2 separate regions of the Danio rerio genome follow, and region 1 is linked to region 2. Evidence: chromatin contacts called from public Micro-C data. All regions are on one chromosome and are shown on one strand. The core of a region is the stretch at or near the end of the contact, and the rest is flanking DNA. Distances in the headings are between cores, read along the strand shown.

What was found. A called contact is a pair of places that touch in the nucleus more often than the background predicts.
Region 1: a contact with region 2 is called in a Micro-C map of caudal fin, with 6 times the contacts expected there. The contact joins two enhancer-like sites. A contact is called at or near these places in 2 of 18 Hi-C or Micro-C datasets (caudal fin and an unstated tissue) and 1 of 4 datasets of contacts at active chromatin or transcription factors (caudal fin).

The regions. Positions count from the first base shown.
Region 1 is chr25:15,539,579-15,545,656 of GRCz12tu, forward strand. All of the region lies in intron 12 of nav2b (neuron navigator 2b), which reads right to left. Among named protein-coding and RNA genes, the nearest start is that of nav2b, 69 kb to the right of the region's middle. Within about 2 kb of position 1,698, at least 2 of the 62 cell types and tissues checked have an H3K27ac peak or open chromatin away from gene starts, as enhancers often do. A contact at or near this core is called in caudal fin, where this site is marked.
Region 2 is chr25:15,382,618-15,389,146 of GRCz12tu, forward strand. No RefSeq gene overlaps it. Among named protein-coding and RNA genes, the nearest start is that of exoc3l1, 11 kb to the left of the region's middle. Within about 2 kb of position 1,439, at least 36 of the 62 cell types and tissues checked have an H3K27ac peak or open chromatin away from gene starts, as enhancers often do. A contact at or near this core is called in caudal fin, where this site is marked.

The sequences.
Region 1 (6,078 bases), core at 448-2,947, 160 kb after region 2:
AAAACAAAAAAAAAAAAAAAACAACAACAACAACACCACAATTCAATACAAGAATAATAAACTGAAACAAACAAAAAAACAACAACACAATTCAATACAGGAATAATAAAGTGAAACAAACAAAAAACAACAAAAACAAAACACAGAAATACAACTCATAAAACAACAAAATGAAACAAACAAACTAAAAGCAACACAAATAAAACACCACAAAATAAAAACAACAAACAACAGAAAATACACAAAACATAAAAACACAAATAATCATAACTAAGCAAAACAAACAAAAGCCACAAAAACAAAACATAACACAACAAAACAACATAAAGCACTATACAAAACACTATACAAACACATAAAAAATAATACAATACAACAAAAATGAAACTAACAAAAAAGCACACAACATAAAAACAACAAAAAACAGAAAATACACAAAACATAAAAACACAACCAAGCAAAATGAATAACATATACTATAAATAATAATATACAGCAAAAATAAAAAATAATAATAAAAAATGAAAGAAAATACTAAATACTACAAAAAACACAACCCAATATGTAAAACAAACATCAAAACCACAGTAAAAATGACAAGATATAAAAGCACAACTAAACAAAACTAACATACAAAACCAAACAAAATCAAAGCATCTACACATTTCATATTTCAGAATCTTTTAATAAAAAACGAATTGTGTACAAAACAACAACAAAACCAATTCATTACATAAAAACATCTACACTTTAATCAAATTTCAGTGAATTAAAATAAACTTGTTTTGTGCTCCCTATTGTCTACTATCCGACAATGACAGTACTAAACAACCCAGGCTCATTCCGAAAACTTACCCCATGTACATTCCTGAAGAGTGCCAAATACGTCCTAGGAGGTACATTTTTTGCAGTTTTTGTTATTGCTAATCCACCAGAGGCCGCTGTATAGGCTTTTTCAGATCTCAAATCTCTCTCGTGAGTGCAATTAGTGTCTGCTCTTCTGGTAAAAAATCCACCAGAGGCCACTGTCAACTGACTGACCGACAGATCGACTAACCCACCCTCCTCCTTCAATAAACCCAACCAATAGTGTTTTCAAAAGCACCGTTTGACCAGCACCAACCCTCTTCCCTAAACCCAATCAACAATTTTAAAAAGCAATCCAGAAAAAAAGCCCCTTTATTTTTACCAAGTTTTCTGATTTTACTACATTCACACTGTTGTTTATTTATTTATTTTATTTTTTTACCAACTTTCTGGAACTGCTATTCGCCCGACTCGAATGCTGTTGTCGTGGTCAACTCCTCTCTGCATCTCAAATCCACCAACATACATGGCAAGCTACAGCACAAACTGAAAACAGTGGGAAAGCCGTCCATAGTGTGAAAGCAGTCTAAAAAAGAATGGCTTCATACCGCCCCATAGTGTTTGTTTTAAAGACAAAATGCAGCCATATGTACTTCTGGCTAAATAATTCATGATCTCCAGAAATGTATACGGGGCTATGTTTTCAGAATGAGCCTATATTGGTACTAAGACAAGTCTGTAAAAAGGCACTTATCCACATCAAAGCATCCAGTTTTAGAAACAGAATTTGCCCAAACTTTGACTGTGTTTCAAAACCCATCCATATATGGCCTCAGTAATTGGGCTTAAAAGCTCTCCAACTATGATCAAATGTCTGACAAAGATTTTCTTGCGGTGACAGAATCACTCTCCTGGAATTCAGCACAGAGGGAATATGAGAATCCAATAAAAGTTGTCTGTCTCATTCATGTTTGAACAGGACCAGGGAAAAAGATTATCTACATTGCTTTTGTTGTTTAGTCACGTTTCCAAATTTGGATGAAACCTCATATCTCCTCCAAGAGGTCAGAAGGATGCTGATTTTCCACTAAAGTCAGCTTAATTTATGTCTGCGAGGTAATTTTTTTTATCTTTGTGCCCTAAATATTTATATATTGGCCCTCTCTCTCAGGATTCAAGCATAAATATTTCCCATGACCCTTGACTTATGTCTTCTTACCACTGGCTACATGTTGCGTTTTCATGTCCTGCTGACAGACAGTGAAATGAACAGCTGATAACAGACATTTGAACAAAATATTTGCTCAACTGAAAGAGCGGTCATAGCTTCTAAAGTTGAATTGTACAGTAGCTGGTCTCTAATGTATTACTGTGAGACACTGCAGCCAAAAACACTTTTCATGCAGCTGTCAAGTTTAAGATTTTTTTTTTCTTCAGGAAAATATAAAATGGAAAACAATTCTAATGTAAAGAATACATAAAAAATACAAAATATACCTGTCTTGTTAAAATTAATTAAAACAGAACAAAAAGTTCTTTTTTTCTTTTTTTTCAGTCTAACAAAACAAATCAATTAAAACTAAATATGAGACAAAGCAAATAACAAAACAGGAAAACATTTCAACTGAAAAATAATAACAAAAGCAAAAACACGGTACAAACAGAAACAAAAAAATTAATTTTAAAAAGTTTGTGTTTTATAAAAAAAAATTTTACTCTGTTCATTGTGCACAAATTAATAGACAAAAAATAATAGACAATGCTAAGCAAAACACAGCAAAACAATAAAGACACAATCAAACAAACCAGAAGACAAAACTAAAAACAAAACAAGACAAAACAAAACAAAGCAAAAGACGGAATAAAACAAAACTAAACTAAACAAAAAACACATAATAAAAATAAAGTCACAATAAAACAAAACAGAAGACAAAACAAAAATTAAACAAGACACAACAAAACAAAGACAGAATAAAACTAAACTAAACTAAAACACAACAATAAAACTAAAGTCACAATAAAACAAAACAGAAGACAAAACAAAAAAGGAACAATAAAAAACAAAACAAAAGACAAACAAAAAACTAAACTAAACAAGATACAAAACAAAAGACACAATCCAACAAAACAGAAGAAAAAACTAAAAATAAAACAAGACAAATCAAAGCAAAGCAAAAGACAGAATAAAACAAAACTAAACTAAACAAATACACAAAACAAAACAAAGCAGAAGACAAAACTAAAATTAAAACATGACACAACAAAACAAAGGTAAACAAAACTAAACAAAAAACACAACACTAAAACAAGACACAATAAAACAAAACAGAAGACAAAACAAAAAGGCACAATAAAACAAAACAAAATACAAATAACTAAACAAAACAAGAAACAACAAAACAAAAGAAAGAAAAAACTAAACAAAAGACAAAACTAAACTAAACTAAAACATGCAATAAAAAATAAAATGCAATAAAAGACACAAAAAACAAATCTAAAAACTAAACAAAACAAGATACAACAACAGACAGAATTAAACAAAAGACAAAACTAAACTAAAACATGCAATAAAACAAATAAAATGCAATAAAAGACACAATAAAATAAAAGGCACAAAAAAAACTAAACAAAACAAGATACAACAACAGACAGAATAAAACAAAACAAAAGACAAAACTAAACTAAAACATGCAATGAAACAAATAAAATGCAATAAAAAAGACACAAATTAAAAAACAAAATAGTTGACAAAACAAAAATTCTAATTATGACCTGTCCTACAAAATAAGAGCACAGGCTGGTACAACTCAGATGAGGTATATGCACACAGACTTTTAATTTCAGCCAGCCACCCTCAGCACTTCCTGAAACTGACTTTCCATTATAAAATTGCCACGTTTAAGGTCTGATTTCTTTAAAAATACAACATGAATGCTGTAAAAGGAAAATTATGAAAATAGTCACATTAAGCTTTTACCAGTACGTTATCATTAGCTGAAAAACATTAGCTGTGCATATAGACCATTTGGCACACAAGTTTGTGCGGAAAGAGGCTGAAATTACTGACTACTCAATTCAGGAATCAGAAACTTTTTTAAATGATTCCTCAAAAACTCCATTCATACTGCGTTCTGACCTATGAAATAATTCATATGTTTTACATTCACAAAAAGTAACACTGACTACACAGTACATAAGGTTGAAAAAAAAAAGTAAAATAAAATAAATAAATCATTCAAAAGCTGCATACAGAAACAGACAAGCTCAGATTGTAATGATCCAAAACAAGGCCAGGAGTTCATCCACACATACTGTAATTTGCATTTTGCCACAAACCACTGCAGAACACAGTGAACTTTTAGCATGCAAAGCGAAAACTGGCAAAGCTCCTAGCGAACGTCACAATAAAAGAGTGAAGTGAATAAATAAAGCTGGATCTAAGTTACATGATTATATGCTAAAAAACTGTGGCTGGAGCTCAAGAGACAGAGCAGGAATTCAGTGCAGGTCACGTCCAGCCACATGCTAACAGTAAAACCTTTGATAAATAGTGCTAAATGGACATTATAATGTGTAGATTGCAAGTATAGCAATCACCACATTATCAATGTGTGAAAAACAATCATTTGTATTGTGATTAGGTATTCTGAACATAATAAATCAATATTTCTGTCTATTTTTTAACCAAAGTAATTTATTTTTACGTCAGCTGTTTGGAAGGAATACATTTAAACTAAACTATTTAAAGGACTAGATAAAGAGCACCACCAAGAGGCAGATGCAGAGAGGAGAATTATGAACAAGTATACAAACAAACACACATGATTAAAATCAAGCTAAAACATGTTTAAATGTATTTCTTTAATTCAGGCAATCCTATGAAAATACTTAAATCAGGTAATACAAAAAACTTATAAATTGCAGTTAATAATTTCTACAATTACTCAATTTTACCATAATGTTTAATAGAAATACTTAAAAAGAAAATATTAAGAAAGCAAAATGTTGTTTTAATGAAACTACAAACACACAACTGAAAATAGAACAAAAATGAACTGACCAAATAATAAAATAATTGCAACTGAAAACATAAAAAATATCACCTTACCGAAAATACAATGTTAACGTGTTAAAGCACCTGATTGAGTAATAATAATAATAATAATAATAATAAATTAAACAAAAAAGAATAAATAACCAGAAATTGATTTATTATTGTTAATATATACAGTACGTCAAAGTTTTGTATGATTTGGTGTGAGCAGCTGTAAATTTACTGGGAAACTTGAAAATTTGTAACTGATTTATTTATTTATTTTTATTGCTTGTTTGTTTGTCTGCATCCTGAAGTCTGTTCTTCGTATCCTTCGTATACAGGATTGTTTTGTTCTCCAAAATTCATTCAACAGTTGTTGTCAGCAACAGGTCTTGTAGCTCAAACCTGCTCGGTAGCAAACTTATTTCATATAAACAGGATTAGATTGTGTAATTTCAAGCAAAGGTGATACTAAGAGTACCCAACTGCTGATATTTTCTTACAATAGTTATATATATAAAATTCTGACTTTAACTGTATATATAATTGATTAAATTGGGTTAAATAGCAAGATATTTAAAACATTTATTTAATTAAAAATCTTAATAAAAAATAAACTGCTATCTACACTCCAAAAAAAAAAAGTAAAAATAATAAATAAAAATACAAGTAATGTCACTAGGGTGGTCCAACACAAATCGATTAAGTTAACCTAATTGTTTTTACAAATTCAAGTGCATTGAACATAAAACATTTAAGTTGTCCCGAAAAAAAACCCTCAATAATTGTGTGGATTCAGCTCAATTTAAGTAGATAGAATAAGCAGAAAAAAAAATTACTTTTAGAGTGCAAGATATACTTTTAAGATACCAATATGCACAATTTAGATACAAAAGCGCACTTTGAAAAGGTACCGACCCAGCTTTAGTACAATTTCTGGAGGTGTATGGACATGCTAAATTCTTATTATTTTTTAAAGGAATAATAATTTATTGCAGTTATGCACACACTTTGACAGCTAGTGATTTGATGCAGCACGAGTTTTCGACATTTACCAAATATCAAAATGGTTTTTGAAGAAAAATTAATTGAATTATTTCCCAGAGATGAGTTGCAGCTGGAAGGGCATCAGCTGCGTAAAAACGTGTTGGATAGGTTGGTGGTTCATTTCGCTGTGGTGATCCCAGATTAATAAAGGGACTAAGCCAACAAGATAATGAATAAATGAATTTAAA
Region 2 (6,529 bases), core at 189-2,688:
TCGCAGATCAATTTGGACATTTCCTTTTAACGAGATAATTTAGCAAAAATATATATTTATAACTATACACTCATGGTACAAAACTATCCAACACAATCTCACAGACTCACACCAACTCGTAACATTTTGATTTAGTGACTAATTTGTAAATTTGTTCAATCTGATTCTTACAATTTAGTACAATTTGCTTATCCCGCAATGACAGTTGGGTTTAGGGGTGGGGTTGGATGCCACGCTTCATTTTTAAAATGTCAAATTTACGTTTTCGTAAAAAATTTTTTTATAGAGTTTTCAGTGTTTTGATTCAAAACTTTTATGAAAATTACTGCATATGTCCAATAATAAAAAAATTACAAATTGTAAAAACTTTTAACATTTTGCATTGTTTTGTTGCTTTAGAAACATTTCATAAATAATTTTTAAATAAAAATGCAGTTTAATATTTTTTGCGAAAATAAAGAACAAAATTTGTTTTCATTTATGTTAACAAGGTCATAGGCAGATATTTTTAAAAAATAAGGATTAAGCCAGTAAATCTAGCAAAAATCGTTGTGTTACTTTCGACCCACGCATGTGTTACTTTCATCCATGCTGCTGACCAGGTCAAAAGAAATAATGTGCTATTTAACTATAAATTGAAATTATTTAGAAGTTGTAAAACGTGTTCAAAATACCACCCGAGAGTTTGCAATTACCACAGCAAAGATATATTTCTGTCGAAAACATAATCGTTTAAAAAATATGACAAATGGTACTATTGTCCCCTCTCTCCCCTACTCTTTATAAAAACCAACCTTTGAGAGATTTAAATGACATGATATTGACTTTTGGAAATAAGTAAAAAAAGCTGTAGGCTACATTAACAACCCCAATCTTAAACATAGCTTGTTTTCTAAAATATCGCTTTTTTGTTTCTTAAAACATGTTATTTGTAATTTGCATAGAGAACATGTAATTATTCTTGAATCCAATTCCACTTTAAATTCATTTACTGTTTTAAATATTCCTTAACACTTTATCACGCAATCATAAACTTGTCCGAATCATTCACTTCTGTGGCTGACACCCGAAACTATGTTGGATCTCATGAACAAACTTCTGCTTCTCCACGCAAGACGTTGATTGGCCCGTTTAAAGTTGGGCAACACATCTGACTGCCAACAGCAAGCGTTGCCATATTTTAATGTCATTCAAGGGTGTTAGAATGAGCAGGAGATTAGACGGGGGCCCCTAATTATTTTGGCTTTAGTTCTGGATTAACCCTCTGTTCTGTCGACTTCAATTCACACTCGCCGTTTGATGAAATGTGAACTGACATAAATTCCGCGGCTCACTTTCAATCCGATTATGCAGTTAAATCACCGCAGTTCGAACCCAAGCAAGAGACTCTGGCGGGCCGCTATTCTCCGGGTCCACCGAAGCCCTGACAGCTCCTCCCAGAAACACAGGGACCCACGCTACCTCCTCACAGGACCCACGCTACACTCTTAACCCCGCATGAATAGCGCCTATTCAGCGAGGTAACGCTCAAGCACAACCTAAATATTGTTTTATGAGCTGCAAAAAGGTGACACCTTCAAAATAATGCTCGTTTCGCAAATTCCCATCGTCCCGCGTCTTTCTAAAGGAAGGAACAGCTCCATGTTACAATGACCGGGTTTGTGTTGTTTGGATTAAGAGCAAGAAACCGACTTACCGTTGAAAACGTTTAAATTCATAGCGTTATTCCGGTGCAGTCGAGTTGAAAAGACACGGTGTTTAGCGTCTTTCTCAAGGGAACGGCTTCGTTTTGGCAGCGTGAGGGAGATCATTTGTTTACAAGTGTCCGTGTATGTCCCCGATAGCGCATTCACGCAAATTAATTAACATTTATTTGTGCTAATGACTGTCTGAAATTATAAAAGGTAGAATTGTTTTAAAAAATGGTCCTGTCTACCGAGTTTGAAGTTGACTAATGTTTAGAAAGATGCTTATTATGAGTAAAACCAATTTTATTAGAGCTTAGACGACTTCTGACCTGCTTAACAAAATACTTATTTATTTAGTTTACACATTTTAAACTTTACATTTAAATTTTAATAAACATTTTGCTTAAGTTTACACATTTTAAAGTTTGAATTTAAACTGTATTAAACATTTTAAGATCTTTGAACAAATGTAAACAATCTAAAGCAATGACCATGGAAATTAAAGACTTAAATAATTTAAATATGTTTTCCTAAATATTTTCCTATAAAAATGAAATATACCGCTGTAAAATTGCATTACCAGTTATTTTTTAAAGCAATAATCGTCCTCTTGTATTAATTTAGTGTTCATGAGAAACTTTAGGATGCTTTGTCCGATGTTGTGTTTTGTTTGTCTTCCAGCAGAGGGCAATGTCCGCGCGGATCCTGCAGCGAAACTGTTTGCAATTCATAATTCTCTAAGCCATCTAAGACTATTTAAGTGGGTTTTCCCATGAATGTGCAATGCATTTTCACAGTAATTATGATCACACGGATCTGAATAATAAATGCTTCATTTTCACAGTGCTGATATAGTAGCTCCATGAAGTAAAAAGGATGGCTTTATTTGGACACTCACACAGTAAATGTTTGATTTGGTTAAAATATGAAATCATATAATTAGTATTATAAAATGTTTATATATAAAGTTATAAATCAGTCTAGTAGTAATAGTAATAATAATAATTTTAAAATGACAGTAATAAATAAATTCTATATTATAATTGTATACATGAATTATTTGTTCATGTTTAGTTTTTCCTCAATTTCTGTTTAACGAAGATTTTCAACACATTTCTAAACATAATAATTTTAATAATTCATTTCTAATAACTGATTTATTTTATCTCTGTCATGATGATAGTAAATAATATTTGACTAGATATTTTTCAAAAGACTTCTATAAAGCTTAAAGTGACATTTAAAGGCTTAACTAGGTTAATTAGGTCAACTATAGGCAGGTTAGGGTTTTTCTAGCTAAAAAACAAAAACAAAAAAACAAATAAGACTTTCTCTTGGAGAAAAAATAATATCAGACATACTGTGAATTTTTTCTTGCTCTGTTAAACATCATTTAGGAAATATATATATATAAAAAAAGAAAATTCAAAGGGGGATTAGCAATTCTGACCTTAACTGTATGTTTAATACTTAAATAGTACAAATACAACAAAACATAACACACAAATATACATTTTAATATAATACATATATTATTCATATATACATCATGTTACAAAATATAGTACTTGATATATTTAATATATGATTTTTTTTTATTTATTTAGCATTTTGATAAAATGTTACATTTTATTTAGTTAAAATCTGATATGATGTAATTAGTAATTCATATAAATAAGTAATAAATTAATAATAGTAAAAATAATTCCATGCCCGTTGCCAGGAGTAGTTCTTTTATCTAAAAAATTTGACCTTTTTGCAGTTATTTGCCTCATTTTCTATTTAACTATGAGGTTTAAATAGCATTTTAGTAACAGCACTATTTTTTCTGCATTAGCTTGTCAGGTGTTCATCATAACCACACTTTTTGATGTACTAAAAACATTTCCTAAAGATCTGGAATAATAAAATAAGAAAAAAAAAGTATTTATGCATATTATTTTTAAAATACAAATTTATCACATCATATATCATTAGGGAAAAAAAAACGAATCTGTTAAAGTTTTAAATTAAAAACAGCCTATTAAAGCTAAGTAGCCTATTGTTATCTATTATACTAATAACAAACTAGCCAGCACATTCAACTTTACTCAGACAGAATTTGGCCACTTGAATAATAAAAAATTTAAACGTAATAATAATAATAGCCTCTCTTATAAAAATTACATTAAAATGTAATAGCAACAATAGCCTAATTGGAATGAAAATAAACTTTTATATACTTCAAATTGAGCTGTTGGCGCTTCACACCTTTTATTGATCATTTTTTCCTTTCAAGAATAAGGTCCAAGATTTTGAATAAGAGTAAAATGTTTTTGCTATTTAACAACAATGCAGTAGGTCAGCAGTGAAAGATGACGTCACTTACATCAGATTCTTCTCGGTCTTAAAGAATTCTTCTAAGAGGTTTTTTCACAATTTATGATGGCACAGCAGTTTAATTAGAACAAATAAGCTCATGTACGGGACAAATTTTGGACCTTTGTCAGTGAGGGGTTGGTCTTCCGAACCATCCGAACTGCCCCTGGCTACTGGCCTGAATTTGTAACAAATAACTTGTTGTCCATATTAGCAAACAAACATTTTTAATACTTAAATAGTACAAATACGTTTGCAAATTGCAGCTCTCATGCTGTTTTATTATCTTCCAAATTGGTTCAGATTATTGAAAAATAGTGCATTACTAATATAATAACACATAATGTCTCATTTTTATGGCCAAATAGTTGTAAATACAGTTTTTTAGTAAAGAGTTTCAGAGTTGCCGAATCTTACATAATGTTTCTTTGATTTGTTCTTGTCATATTTAGAGCTTTTGTGCTCTTCAAACAAGTCCAGTGATTAAAAAGACTAAGAAAAGAGAGCTTGGAAATCTCCAAATTGGTATGAAGCTCAGCAACTCAACAAAGCCTCTTTTGCAGATCTCTGTTTGATTTGACACTCTTGTTTGCCATTGCAAAATCATTCTTTTGTCATGTCTGGATAATCTTAATGACTTCTTTTCCAAAAGCGAGAAGGAAATATCAGACGGATACTTTCACAGAGGAGCTGAGAATTTAGATTTATTTGCATCTAGAAGAAGAAAGAAATGTGTGTGTCAATAGAACTGAATTCATATGAAAGGAAAAATAGGGATGTCATGTGTGTGTCTATTTATTAATTTATACAACAGCCTTTTCAGGTTTTTGCATTAAATTGGCTGAAAGCCGTGCAATATTCTACTAGCATCCCACCTCTTCACCTGTGTGTGTCAACATTTATTAAAGACATGTATGAGTATGTATCATATTATCTACAGTGCATCCGTAAGCGCTTCACTTTTCCACATTTTTTTTTATTACAGCCTTATTCCAAAATAGATTAAATTAATTGACTTCCTCATAACTCTACATACAATACCCCATAATCACAATGTTAAAAAAGATTTTTTGAAATTGTTGCAAATTCATTAAAAATGAAAAAGCTGAAAAATCACATGTACACAAGTATTTGCAGCCTTTGCCGTGAAGCTCTAAATTGAGCTCAGGTACATTCTGTTTCCTCTGATTATTCTTGAGATGTTTCAGCAGCTTCATTGAAGTTCACCTGTGGTAAATTTAGCTGATTGGACATGATTTGAAAAGGCATGCACCTGTCTATATAAGGTCCCAGGGTTGACAGTGCATGTCAAAGCACAAACCAAGCATGAAGACAAAAGAATTGTCTGTAGAGCTCCAAGACAGGATTGTTTCGAGGCACACTGCTGGGGAAGGTTACTGAAACATTTCTGCTGCTCTGAAAGTTCCAATGAGCACAGTGGCCTCCATCATCCCAAAGTGGAAGATGTTTGGAACCACCAGGACTCTTCCTAGAGCTGGCCGGCCATCTAAGCTGAGTGATCAGGGGAGAAGGGCCTTAGTCAGTGAGGTGATCAATATCCCAATGGTCACTCTGTCTGAGCTCCAGCGTACTTCTGTGGAGAGAGGAGAACCTTCCAGAAAGACAACCATCTCTGCAGCAATCCACTAATCAGGCCTGTATGTTAGAGAGGCCAGACGGAAGCCTCTGGTCTGGTCATCTCTGCTCTGATGAGACTAAAATTGAACTCTTTGGAGTGAATGCCAGACATTACGTTTGGAGAAAACCAGGCACCGATCATAACCAGGCTAATACTATTCCTACAGTGAAGAATGGTGGTGGCAGCATCGTGCTGTGGGGATGTTTTTTCAGCAGCAGAAACTGGAAGACTAGGTAGGATAGAGGGAAAGATGAATGCAGCCATGTACAGAGACATCCTGAATGAAAACCTGCTTCAGAGTGCTCCTGACTTTAGACTCAACAATTAATCTTACAGCAGGACAGTGACCCAAAACACACCGCCAAAATATCAATGGAGTGGCTTCACAACAACTCGGTAAATGTTTTTGAGTGGCCAGACCTAACTCCAATTGAGAATCTCTGGAGAGATCTTAAAATGGCTGTACACCATCGCTTCCCATACAACCTGACAGAGCTTGAGAGGTACTGCAAAGAGGAATGGGCAAAAATTGTGGCATCATACTCAAAAAGACTTGAGGCTGTAATTGCTGCCAAAGATGCATCAACAAAGTATTGGGCAAAGGCTGTGAATACATATGTACATCTGATTTCTCAGTTTTTTTTATTTTTAATAAATTTGCAACAATTTCAAAAATTTCTTTTTCACATTGTCACTATGAGGTATTGTATGTAGAATTTTGAGGAAATAAATGAAGGTATTTCATTTTGGAATAAAGCTGTAACATTAAAAAATGTGGAAAAGGTGAAGCGCTATGAATACTTTCTAGATCAGGGTTGCTCAATCATGTTCCTGGAGATCTACC